2 separate regions of the Triticum aestivum genome follow, and region 1 is linked to region 2. The links are chromatin contacts, called in public Hi-C maps. All regions are on one chromosome and are shown on one strand. Each heading gives the region's core, a stretch centred on a gene start, on an enhancer-like site or on the middle of the called end of the contact. The rest is flanking DNA. Distances are from core to core; before and after follow the strand shown. Region 1 overlaps LOC123124415 (protein HLB1). Region 2 holds the start of LOC123124376 (STE20/SPS1-related proline-alanine-rich protein kinase).

Region 1 (6,817 bases), core at 518-3,017, 190 kb after region 2:
TTATATCCCCAACAATACCCGTTAGAGGCAACCTCTTCGCCCTTCCCGTTAGTGGCAACCTCCTTGCCCTTTCCGTCAATGGTGACCTACTTGCTAGCCTTGTCCTTACCTCCCATGACGAGCTTGTGAATCTACATTGAACATACACATATAAACTAGTGCTCGAATAAAAAAAGTACTACATGTATGATCAAGATCGCTCTGGACGACTCCGATGAGGAGGAGTAGCACAAAGTTTTGAAGATGGTGGCGAGGGTTTCTCAGCCTGGCTGCTCTACAATGCCCCTCGATGTGGACAACTACAAGCTTGAACGTAGGCTACCACGTGATAACCCACAAGTGTAGGGTATCAGTTGTAGCCTTTTTGATTAATAAGACAGTCGAACCCAACGAGAAGCTAAAGGTAGAACTAATATTCTCTCAAGTTCTATCAACCGCTGATATAACTCTATGCACACTAAACAAATCGGTTCGAGGGTTTGTTCAAACCCTCGAAATACCTACCCCCTATGTGTGAAAACCCTCAAATTGATTCGAGAGTTTGTTTCAACCCTCGAAATTCCTACCCCATGTGTGTGAAAACCCTCGAAATTCCTACCACGTGTGTGAGAAAATCCTTGAATCGATTCAAGGGTTGGTTCAAACCCTCGAAATTCCTCTGCCGTGTATGTGAAAACCATCGAATCCTAGATTGAAGCCTAACCTTTAATCGAATAGGTGCAATTTACAATCCACTCTAAGTCGAACGCAGCAGGATGAAAATCGACACTACAATGGGGATGGAGGGCATACCGCCATTGACCGAAGGAGGGTGGGTGCTCGACGTGCAAATCTTGTGGTCGCCGCTAGTGAGAGACGAAGGGAAGAGCGAGAGGTAGGAGGAATGGAATGTGAAGCAGCGGGAGAAGGGGAGGGTGAGCGGTGGGAGGAGGGTGAGGGGAGTTACGACGCCGTTTTCGGGAACCATGTGCATGTAGTCGTCATAACCCACGTGCCCCCCCCCCCCCCCTCGCATGCATTGGGCCTAGCTCACTGAAAACGGTCGATTCGTCCGTTCCTCCTGAGTCAGGCTCAGAGATGCTTTAATCACCGTGCCATGCAGACCTAATAATGTTTGCAGTCATTCCGAATGCACCTGGTTGGACTTGTTGTAGGTAGCTAAACGCCTCCTTGAACACACCTGCAGCCCTGAGGCACCGGTGGAAGGCATGCTACTATCGTCAAAGAGATTTTAGCTTTGGCAGGCCATTTTACCAAATGTATCTTCATCTTTGAAGGTCGCGAGACCAACATGATAACACACTTTAGGACTTTTGGTAGGACGTCATCTCTGGCTCCTTAATCCTTCATACCTACATTGTATCCCTATGAACCTTGTTCTTGATCATTAAAAAGAAGTGTGTTTATATATAGATTAAAAGAACCCTGCGGCCCTAATCCTATACTGTACGTACGATTACCGGTCACGTCATTCCAGTGCATCGCATGGCTCGTCACGCCGCCTGTCCGTATCAGATCGACGACCGAACTATCTAACCAGTACAACACCCATCGGCGGGGAGATTCATAGGTCAAAATCAACATCATCTACGAGCTATCTATCTAGCTGTTGCACTGGATTTTTCTCGCACGCATCATGCCGCCGTGGAATATTATCGGAAGATCTGGCGATCTTGTTTTCAAAAGCTGATCGGCCCGTCGGAAAGCTATGGCTGGCGCCGTCTGCCTCCCAGCCTGGGCTCCACCGTAGCATATGCATGCGCGCCCTTGTGCTCCGCCGTCGTACCTACGTACAGCGACCGGCCCGCGTGTACGTATGTATGTACGTACGTCCTCGTCGAGCGCCCGTAATTTGACTGCGTGTTTCCGTCGTCGTTTTGTTTTGCGTGGTTGATGGGTACTTCATGACGGAGGCTCGGATGCTCTGATGGGGTCGTGCCGTCATGGCGATGTGTGTGATCTCGGTAACGATCGGTGAGCTCGTGAATGATGATGATGTAGAGGTTAGCAAGACTGCGGCTGGTAGATGATTGATGGCTGTGACGATGGGTATGAAAGTGACAACAAATGTGTTCATGACATAGCCGATGTTGAAAGCGCCCACATTGACGTGCATTGTTGCGTTTGCGTTTGCGGGATGGTTTTATATTTTGTAGTAGTCGACTTTGCCTCGCAACGTACGCGTTGACACATAAGGTGTTTTTTTAAAAAAATAACGAATGATTGTTATTAGCGAACCAATTGTGGTTGAGATGGTTAGATGGACAGTGGTATCCCCAACCCACCAGAGTTCAGGTGCTCGCATTATTTCTGGATTTATTTTAGGATTTCCGGCGATGCGCTTTCAGTGGGATGAGACGTTCCCGTCGACGACGAGGCGCCTACGGTGGCTTCATAAATCTCAAGATGATATGTCGGCTCAGTCTTTCGGAGGTGCTCATAGGGATAGGGTGTGCGTGTGTGCGTTCATAGGGGGTGAGTGTATGCGCGTGTATATGAGCGCTTGTGTCTGTACTGATGCTAAAAAAAATTGTTATTAGAAGTAATAAAATAAATAACATGGTAAAAGGCTCTCAGCGAAGTGATTTTTTGTTTTGCGTGGGCTCAGCGAAGTGATTAAATGCAAAACCGCAAAAGGCTCTCAAGGAACATTTGGAAGAAAGATAATGGCCCATGCCATACTTAACGAATTAGGGTTCCGGGGCCACGAGGCACATCACGGTGATGCTCTATCTACACACGAATAATGGTCAAAGGCCGTCAACTCTTAATTTTCACATAGAATAATATATTTCTAAAATATATGAAATATTATTTGTGATATGCATGAACATATGGACATTTTTGCAGCATATGGACATTTTTTCACATCTAAGAACAATTTATTAAATAAAATACACGAGCATTCTTTTGGGACGCGTACGTTGTTTTTAATATATATATATATATATATATATATATATATATATATATATATATATATATATATATATATATATATATATATATGAACAGTTTTTGCAACACTTGAACATTGTTTTCACATAAAATAATAGATTAACAAAAAAATAACATTTCTAAGATACATGAACATTTCTTTTAACTTTTTTTTAGAATAACATTTCTTATCACATGCATGAACGCTTTCTTTAAAATGCATGAACATCTTTGGGCTGGCTTTGGTGTGGCCCATTAACATGTTTATGTTTTTCCTTGTTTTTTTCCTTAAATGGAAGAATAACTGTTATTGTATAAGACGTTGTTTACATCCAATATATGAGCATATTGGACGTAATAATGTCTTATATTATGATAAGGAGGGAGTAGTTTTCACGTTTTGGATGACAGGCCAGGCTAGGAAGTTATGAACCAAAGAGACTACTCATAAATAAAAAATGAACCAAAGAGACTAAGGGCCTGTTCGGGAATGCCCCAGCTTCTCAAAAACTTCCTAAATCCAACTTCTCGCATAGCTTCTCGTTTCAGGTGGCTACCAGGAAAGTGTTCGGCGCATAGCTTCTCGTTTTCTATCCTCAAGCACGGGGCTGCCAGCCCATTTGGCGCGATTAGCAGGCCAGGTTCGGGGCCCAAAACGAATTGGCAACGTGAGAAAGGGAGAGTTCGGGAAAGAAAGCGAACCGGTACGTTGAAACTCACTTGGCGGTGGCAACCTGGTGATAATTACCCTCAACTCCAATTTTTGGCTATCCACGGATCTGGAAAAGGGTTGCTTCCCCAACTCCACCTTTTTTACACTACGGCACCTCGCTAGCTTCTCGACTCCAGCTTCCTGGTGATAGAGCGTTCGGCTGAGCTTCCTGTGTGGAGTCAAGGAAGCTGAGAGTTGGAGCGTTCCCGAACAGGCCCTAAGAGAAGCAACACTCCTTCTCTTTGTTCTTTTCTAGTCCAATAAACAATCGAGATTCCAAAACCACCGAAAGATCATTACCGCCGTCAGAACAAGCCGTTGACGCACCGCTATCGCCGCTTCTCTACCGAAATTGGCTTGACCTTATCGATGACAGCTGGGAAGGCTTCGTGCAAGTGCCCCTAAGGACCAGCGCACTAGAGCCACAGTCGTCGCCGTTAAACCTTTGAATAGATCTGAAATATTTGACACCAAATCTCGCCACATGATGATAAACCCTAATCTCGATGTTATTTTTGTTATGTTTGCTATCCTTTATACTTCTGGTGAAATTTGATAATAGATCTGGATCATTTCTGTAAAAAAAGATCCAACAAACAATCGCACACGGCATCTCCAAGAGAAGATTGGCATCGTACTGTTGTACATGTCTTTATCTAAAATGGATATAACAAGTAAGAAAGAACAATGCACCTTTAGTTATGTTTCGATGAAAAAACAAACCCTTGAATAAGTGCTAGGTTCAAACAAAAGCTAAATATTTAGGGCATTTGGCGAACTGAAAATCGGAGGGTAGAGTTTCAAATTTAATTGAAACCAATACGTTGGATTTTCTTTGGATGGTTCTATGTACCAAGCGCGGCGATTATATCTCGCTTCACGCAAGATGGAAGGACCTCTCACGTCAAGTGTGTACGGGCCCACTCACACATATTTTTGGAAGAAATAGAAAAGAAGGGAGCGCGTGGGAGATCGATCCTGGGATCTTCGGGCTACTTGGTAGCACCTTTTTTTTGAGTAAAAACTTGGTAGCACCTTTAGCCACTGAGCCAACATAAAGTTCATGTTCAATAAGCAGGGCGCGACCTACTAGAAGGAAAGAGTCAGTTTTCTTTCATTTTTCTTCATTTTATTCACTTGTCTTTGTTTTTTCTTTTCTTATATATTTGTTTGGTTTCTCTATTTATTCTCCATTCTTATTGTTTTCCTTTCATTTTCTTTTGATTTTTCATTGTTTTTATCGGTTTTTCTTTTCTTACTCATTTTCCTTCCTTTTTTTCGTTTTTTTGTTTCTTTCTTGGTTTTCAACGTTTTTTTTGTTTCTTTATCAATTTCCAATTTATTTTCATTCCTTTTGAATTTGTTTCTTCGGTTTTAGTTTTCATTTTATATTTTTCTTTGGTTTATTTTGTTTATTTTTTCGTTTTCATTTTTTCGAATTTCCTTGTTTCTTTTGGTTTTCATTCTACTTTTTCATATGTCAAGAACATTTCTCTAATACACGTTTAACATTTCTGCAATACAAGTTTAACATTTTTTAATACACAGTCGAACTTTTTTTTTCTATACACATTTTAATATTTTTCAAATGCTTGATTAACCATTTTTTAATACATGGTCAACATTTTTCCTATATGCACTTTTAAACTTTTAAAAATGCTTGATACAAGATTAACATTCTTTTATACATGGTCAACTTTTTTCTATACATATTTAACATTTTTTAAATACTTCTTCAACATATTTTCAAATGCTTAAATAACATATTTATATACATGATCAAATTTTTCTAGGATTTTGTTAATATGTGGTCAACATTTTTTTCTATACACATGTAACATTTTTCAAATGCTTGGTTAACATTTTTCATATACTTGTTCAACATTTTTTTCAAATGCTTGATTAGATTTTTATATACATGATCAAAATTTTCCATCATTTTTTAATACATGGTCAATATTTTTTTATATACATTTAACATTTTCCAAATGCTTGATTAACATTTTTCAAATACTTGTACAACATTTTTTCAAATGCTTGATTAACATTTTTTAAATACATGATCAAATTGCTTCATACACATTGTATTTTTTTGTATACATGATAAACATGTTCTCTATACACTTCAAATGTTTTATGTAGAGTGATTTTTGTAATATACTTATTTAGAATATTTGGAAATATAAACAAAAGTAAAAAAGCAAAAATGAAAGCAAAATACATCAAAAAACAAAACAAAAACCGAGGCTGTGGCTCCCGAGTGCCTGGGCCAGCCCAACTCGCGCCACCCTTCAGCGACCGTTCCCTCTGTCTCACATGAAGCAACATAGGAGTGCTCTAGCTATTGACGGCATGTATTTTCTTCCCTTCCCAACAATATGCCGAGGGCCGAGGCATAATAAGGTGACAAAGCCACGGTGTGTTCAGTGATCTTCTCGGCTATTAGGGTGAGGGGGTCATGCGGCTGTGCATATCCTTTGAGATTAGTCCAACTTACAGAGATTTGGTTTTTTCGCAAATTTGTTTCTCTACTAGAGTCATGGTGGCACATCAGGATACAAAATGTGAAGCTTGGAAACATGGGTGTCAATTTATGCCCATGGATATTGAAGTGAGTCGGAATAGGAGGTTTTTGTGAGTATGGGTTTGGGCAAAAGGGGTTGTACCCACCCATACCCTACACATTGTCATCCCTACTTGGAATGACAGTTTTTGATGATTAAGTGTAGACTTTACTATCTCCCTTCGCAAAAAGAAGACAACTTTACTTTTATCTTAATGCATCTGTTATAAAGGCACACCATGTCTTACCAGGAGGAAGAAATGAGTTACCGATCAGCATCTCTACTTCACATAAGCCATGAGATAAATCAACACAGGTAAATCCACAAGAGAGAATGAATTGACAATGAGCCTACACAATTTCTGAGCCTCTATTCATTGTGCAGTTTTTCTGTATGATATATTAGCCAGTAATAATACCAGCCAGAACGTCACTTTTCCCTCTTGCAAATATAGTGTAGACTAGGCATAAAGCATCTAGCCAACTGTCAAGAGCCTCCCAGCTATCAGCAACCTGTCACAGATTCCATTTGTGAATGTTGTAAAACATATAGTATTATCTGTACTTCAATAGAACAAACAAATAAAAGCAACTGGCAGATACAT
Region 2 (6,913 bases), core at 3,611-6,110:
ACGACTTAACAACCATGATTATTAAAAAGGACACACATTTATAAATCCAAAATATTAAATAATTTATAGGGAACTAAAACATATAAGTGCAATTTCCTACAGAATTTATAGCGAGAGAAGAGACATTCATTGCAGAAACATGTGACCACACATGGAACAGTTGTATGAGGCAGATGAGTGAAGGTAAGAAAGAGAAATGCAGAACATAAGAAGGTTCTCTTAGTGTTAGGGTCCTAATTCCCCAAGTACCAGAAGCCTATCTTACAGTCATTCTTGTCAGGTTTCTAAACTTTATCATCATGATACTAAACACTGAATTTGTTATTTTTCAAACAACCTTGTTACAAGATAACTTATGATGCAATGATTCATCATCATTGAAAAACATGGCACTATACGCCTATGCTTTGCTAAGTTGATATCTACTGCAAAATACCAATCAATCACAAGGTATATCCAACAAAAACTACCACAACCTAGGGTTGTCTACCTACCTTGTGCACTATATGAGTATACAATACTCTTATACTAGATCGCACTTTCGAAGACAGCACTGATGTGGTCTTTTTTAATCAACAACTCACAGGTTGATCTGGCCTGTTCTAGAAGTCACTAAGAAACTTATGCAATAATTGTAAATGCGAAATAGCCTTGAGAGCAAACTGAAACAGAACCACAAAATATAGACATGAAGGTTTAATATCACAAACCAGGGAAAGTGCCTCCTGCTCAGAAGAAGGCATTTTCTTCAAAGCCAATTGTGCTGCGTCTTTAAGCTGGAAATATGTAAGAAGTATCAGATATGAAATACATTGTGATTTTTGAGATAAAAAAGCAGAAGAATTGTAGTTACCTGGAGTGCCTTTACACGCTCCCATAGAGGAGGTAGATCAGTTAACATACCCTTCATTGTCGATTCTGGAGGTTTTGCAGTTTTGAAAAATGAATGTTTGAGCAACTTCTCAGCCGTCGGCCTCTTTGTTTGATCTTTCACCAAGCACATCGCAACCATCTCTTTAAATGCCTGAGCACAAGTGAAAATGCTTCATCAAAAGGTAAACAGTAGAATATACTCCATTGTAGTTTTCAACCACATAAATGGTCCAAAACCAATAATTAGCTGAAAGGATCAAAATTACCTTCGAAAATCTTCTGTCTCGGTCATAGTCAAGACCAGGTGGCGCATTCTGGAGAGTCATGAGAAGAACCTGTAGCCGAAAGGAACTATATTTAAAAAACATGAGGATTTGCATGGATATGTTACCCTTGTGCAATATGAGGGTACAGGGCATGACCACCAGATGCCCTTGGCCAATGGAAATAGAATACAAATAAGTGTGTAGATTATACTGTTGTACTATAATATTAGTATGAGGTGTGCAATGAGTCACTGGCCCGTAGGTATAAAAAAAATATTAGTCATCACCAACCCATACACCACCACAATATCAAAAGCAAAAAAATCACATAAATGATTAATTACTTTACATTGCAGATGAAATCAAATCGTTACCTTCATAGGGGGGTACTTCGAAAATGGAGCATGTCCATGCGCTAGTTCAAGTGCAGTGATTCCAAACGACCATATATCGGCTCTGTAAAAATATGGACATTAGCTGTTAGTCCATCTCGGTTAGTAAATAAAATGCCAAAAAAAGCATCAGGGTGCTGAATCTTGACAAGCCATTTAATTCAATATGAAAGTAAGTCTCCGAACATCAGGTGATTTGTCCATGGCATGGCATGAGTTATCTCAGGCCTTGTACAATGGGAGGTGCTTAGAGAGGTGTTTAGAAAAATAAACCGTGTTTTTCTGAAGCACCGGTGCCTATTTCTACAGGAGAGACGCTTAGTTAAGTGTCTACCCTGTACAAATAAGCACCGGTGCTTAAGGAAGCCTGGTTTATTTCTCTAAGCACCTCCCATTGTACAAGGCCTTAGTATCTTACTGGGGACAGACTATCAACAAACAGCTTTGTGAAGATTAACATTTCTGGAGTACTAAAAGCAAGCATGACACATTATGAAATATTAACATAAATGCCCAAATCGCAAGAACAGACTGCTGAACTTAAAAATAAGATACAATATTTGTCTGACACTCTTGTCAGTACATTATCCTTACTATATTCTGGATTTGTAACTTATAATGGAAAGGATAGCCCCATCCTTGCCTACAAGATGATGATGTGTGATGCAGGAGTTGCAAAAGATAAGAGTCCCTATGAAAGAAAGTACCAGGGCCAGGCTATTACCACCTCCAGAAATGTAATTTTAGCAAAACTTCATTTTTAATGGTGATGGTTGTTAAAAAGAATAATAGCAATGAATTCATACAGAAAATAATAAGAACACAAAGGTACAATGCATAGAAGACGTCCAAGGTGACTGCAGTGATGCTCTTTATGACATAAAATCAAGCAACAAATCCTAAAACACATTTGTTACCAAAAGGTATGTGCATTTGTATGCACAATTAGCAATGTAACATACTTGAAGTTATATCCAGTACCAGGCTGGAGCACTTCTGGAGCCATCCTAAAAGGTAAAATTAGAAACAAAAAAAGGGTCAAAACATTCTCAAGTTCTATAATATTAATTTGATCCCTAGCATCAAGATACAGAAATCTACTTACCAGCATGGAGTTCCAACAAATGTGTTCCTAGATCTTTGTCTATCACCTCTATCAAACATACAAGCAGAAACGCCAAAGTCCCCAAGCTTCACTACACCAGCACTATCAATAAGGATGTTACCAGCCTGCATAGTGCCATATTGAGCAAAAATAAAGAATCATCACAAACCACATCAAACACTATAAGAACTGCGCAGGAATCTTCTATAGAAGCTAACCTTGATATCACGATGGATCTGTCCTTGCCTATGAAGGTACTCCAGAGCCTTGAGTGTTTCTTTTAAAATTGATGCAATAACAGGTTCCTCGAAACCTTCAGGATACGCAATCTTCATCAAGTGTAAACATGAACCCTCCGTCATGAATGGCATTATGACCCAAAGACTGTGCTCCACAACAAATGAGCAGTAAGCCCTAATGACATTAGGGTGATCGATCAAGCTCATTATTTGAGCCTCCCTTTGTACTTCATCCTGCAAATGATATACATTTGTAAGATCTAAATTCATTTATAGCCTCCAGAAAGGGAAGAAACCAAGAAAAGAAATATGTCGACATTTGACACTACGCAGTGTTAACATTAGGGATGCAAGCGGGGCGGAATGGCAGACAATACCACGGTACAAATGTAGAGTTAATTTTACATTAACTGATGAGCTAATTGATGAGTTTTGCAGGACGAAGTGGGATGCCGCTTGCACCCTAGTTAACATATCGCATATGCGAAAAAGGTATCACTAACTCCCCCAAAACAAGTAGCCTGTATGACAATTTGGTATGCAATGAGGGTTTCTTTTAGAGAAAATTGTATGCTTGTCTTCGAGTGCACTAACGACAAATGGTGCAGGAGAAACTACAATTGGAATTTAGAAAACAAGAATCACGAGTTTACGACTTTACTTCTCTTTGGTGACATAATGCCCCCTCCCCCTAAAAAGAAGGGCGTATCGTAAATATAAGAGGCATTGATTGAGCTTTGGTTACGCCGATACTTGAGCTTGTTGGCATACGTGTATGGTATACATGTTCATGTAGAGATGTATAATAATGACATCCTCCCAAACCCCAAAAGGATAATGTCATGGTACGAACCGCATAATCTTACGTAGCACTAGGAAATGTTGATCCTTGTATCTATCTATGAGTCATGAATTCTAGTAGACGACAATGTCCCCTTATCCTAAGACCTTCGTCATCAACGAACACGTGTGCCCACCCAAATGGAAGCACAAGGAGAAGCTGCATGACCACGTCCCTGCCCATGCAGCATGCATGCAAATTTAAGCATCTCCCTTCTCCAGGCAGGGTTCTGGCAGTGGCACTATGCCGTATCCACCGCCATCAGGTTCATACATGGGCAAAAAAATTGCTCGAAGTAAATGATAGTTGCCGATGTTGCGACATTCTAGCAAAAATAACTGACCCTCTCAACCAGCTGCAAGCCAAAAGAAAACATCCAAAAATACAGCCACCCTAAGAATTGAAAATGCTGCATATACAGGACTCAACTGATCGCCCTAGCCTCTTTACAACGACTAGTGGCGCATCATTAAAATGCTAATTTATTAACTGTCACTATATTATGTAGAAGCAAATCCTGGAGTACGCGAGGCTAATAGGACGCTAGACAGGCCAAATTCCAGCGCGATCTCCAAAGCTACCGAATCAGCAGTAGGATCCACTCCAATCAACCAATGGATCTCTCGCCAGATCAAACAGCAGAGGACGCCCAGAAGCAACCCAACGCCAAAACCGTAAGAGAGCAGGGAGGGAGGACGGGACGAGACGGATGCTCACGATGTTGTTGTTGAGCTGGTCGAGATCCAGGCACTTGACGGCAACGGTCTGGTTCCTGGGGAGGAAGAGCGCGCGGTACACGACGGCGTGCGCGCCGTAGCCCACCTCCTCCATGAGCCGGTAGTCGGCCGGGTTCACTGTGAACGACGGAGGCGCCGCGGCGGCCGCGCCCCGCTTGATGCTTCCGTTCCTGCCCATGCCGCCCCACCGGCCGCCGGAGGCAGCGCCGACGGCCCTCCGGTGCCCTCGGGACCAGCGGAGCTCGCCCCCCACGCCCCGCCGCGCTCGACCTGGCCTCTGACCAGTGTCTCCCGCGCGAGCTGGGAGGAGGGAGAGGAGAGATGCTAGAGAGAGAGGAGGGGTGTGCTACGCTGGAGAGGGGGGAGGGGGTTGAAGAGGAAGAGGAAGAGGAGATAGCGAACGGAAGGACGCTTAACAAACGGGGTCGCGAAAGGGAGCAAAATACTAATGATTTCGGCGGTGACGTGGCGGGGGCGGGGCGGCGACGTGGGGACGACCTGCCGGCGAGACCGGTCGATGACCTGTGGCCCCCGCGGAGTGGGGCCGTCATGTCAGTGGACGCGGTGGGCAGTGGCAGCGAGAGAGTGGCGTGCGGCCGACTGCCCGGTAGATCTCCGCCTCCCGATGCTGGGCTTCCGAGGGGGGATCGTCTGCGGGGAGCGGAAGGACTGGTGTGTAACACCGGCAGCTAATCTATACCTATATACTATATTAAAGTAAAGTGATATTCTTGGTTTCGTCCCGCTTAGATGATTTTATATTTAAGATACATACACGAGGTGGTACTATTCTGAGGTTAAACGTCTACGTACCCTGGTTCCAGGTCCCAAGCGGCACGCACGCCTGCCTGCTCCACTCGGCCACGTTGAGCCTGCTCTACTAGCAGACAACAACATCGTAACCAGGCCAGAAAAATATTACTGAATCTGGCCCAAGCAAGAGGAAACGTCTTCACGGGGGGATTAAACTCCCTTCTTTACAATTTATAAAGCGCAAAAGCAGAGACCAACCAAGCTACCGCATCAATGTATAAAATACAAGATTCGTTCCCTTAATAAATAATACCACATCGCTTCCTTGCATTATGTTTAACCGATTTATATACGTCTCTAATTCAAAATTAATAAGCAGCCACGAGAATTAATAAGGGAACAAAGATGGACTAATATGTGGCTCCGATTTCAAGGGATGTTTGGGGATAACTAAATTATGATGATCGGATCCAGTGGGCGTGATCAATTGCGCAAATACGGAGGGGATTGTACCCAGGTTGTGATTAGTGGGCACAAATAAGGAAAGAGAGTTTCACAAAAAAAAGGGAAGGAGAGAATAATAATACAAAGGAGTTATAGCAAATAATATAGTAAAATAAAAATAAAAAAGAAACAAGAAAGAAAAAAGGGAAAATAGGAAAAAGAAAAAGGTAAATAAAAAACCTGTTCAGAAAGCTTCTAAAATGTCCCAAAACCAATAAAAAACGACAGGGAGCCCTCTAGAAGGTTCCCGAACGGAACCTGAAAAGGCTGTGATGAGCCAGCCCAAATTGCTCGCCATGTGTCGAATATGGTTTTTCGTTAGTCTCGTTACAAGCGAGACTTAGCATTTGCTTTCTTAACTCCGAAAACTGTTCAGGATTTTTTTGAAGTCTCATAAATTCGAAAAAATAGTTGGCACTCCAAAAAATATTCATGAATTTTAAAAATGTTTCGAAATTCAAAAAATAATTACAAGATTAATGGTCCTAGATTTCAGTAAATGTTCCAAATTTCAATAGCACTCCGAATTAAAAACTGTTCGTGAAGTTGGAAAAAGTTAAAAATTTCACAAACTCTCCCTACATTTAAGCAATGCTTTGACTTAAAAAACAATTTGAAACATGATTCGAATTTCAAAGAATGTTCACACACTTGAAAATCTTCCCAGATTTCAACAATTAATTCTGAATTTAAAAAATTGCGAATTTGAAAAAATATTAAAATTCCAAAATTTGATCACATGTTTGAAAAAATAATTTAAAATAAAAAAAGTGTTGGGTTTAAAAATATTGTTCATGAATTAGAAAGAAGCGTTTCACAAAGAGAAGGAAAAAATGAAAGAATAATAGCGCAAAGAAATTATACCAAATATTAAATTTAGTGGGCATGATTATGTGCATAAATAAGGAAGGAGATCAAAAAATGCAAGGGGGTTATACAAATATGAAAGGAGTAAAAAAAACATCCGCTGGTGCATATTTTCATGGACACGTGAATAATCTCTCCAGTTGCAACGCACGGGCATATGTCCTAGTCCAAACTCATAAATAACCGAGCGAGATAAGTAAGAAACAATTAATTCGGATGCGAGTAAACCGGGAATGCTTTGAGTGAATGATCAATATAGTCTTAATAAGCCGGATATAACTTATACCGCACGTTTTTTTGTGTGGTCCCAGAAATAAAAATCATGATTTGCTGTTT

What was found. A called contact is a pair of places that touch in the nucleus more often than the background predicts.
Region 1: a contact with region 2 is called in a Hi-C map of leaf, with 5 times the contacts expected there. The contact joins the enhancer-like site here to the promoter of LOC123124376 in region 2. A contact is called at or near these places in 2 of 5 Hi-C or Micro-C datasets (leaf and an unstated tissue).

The regions. Positions count from the first base shown.
Region 1 is chr1B:363,542,069-363,548,885 of IWGSC CS RefSeq v2.1, forward strand. It overlaps LOC123124415 (protein HLB1), which reads right to left. Exons shown (of 14, transcript XM_044545031.1): 14 at 6,369-6,725. The coding sequence ends at 6,615. Among protein-coding and RNA genes, the nearest start is that of LOC123124415, 9.3 kb to the right of the region's middle. Within about 2 kb of position 1,768, at least 1 of the 8 cell types and tissues checked has an H3K27ac peak or open chromatin away from gene starts, as enhancers often do. A contact at or near this core is called in leaf, where this site is marked.
Region 2 is chr1B:363,344,900-363,351,812 of IWGSC CS RefSeq v2.1, forward strand. LOC123124376 (STE20/SPS1-related proline-alanine-rich protein kinase) reads right to left here and starts at 4,861. Exons shown (of 22, transcript XM_044545009.1): 1 at 4,434-4,861; 2 at 2,855-3,109; 3 at 2,637-2,761; 4 at 2,494-2,538; 5 at 1,514-1,595; 6 at 1,140-1,208; 7 at 854-1,024; 8 at 711-776. The coding sequence starts at 4,631.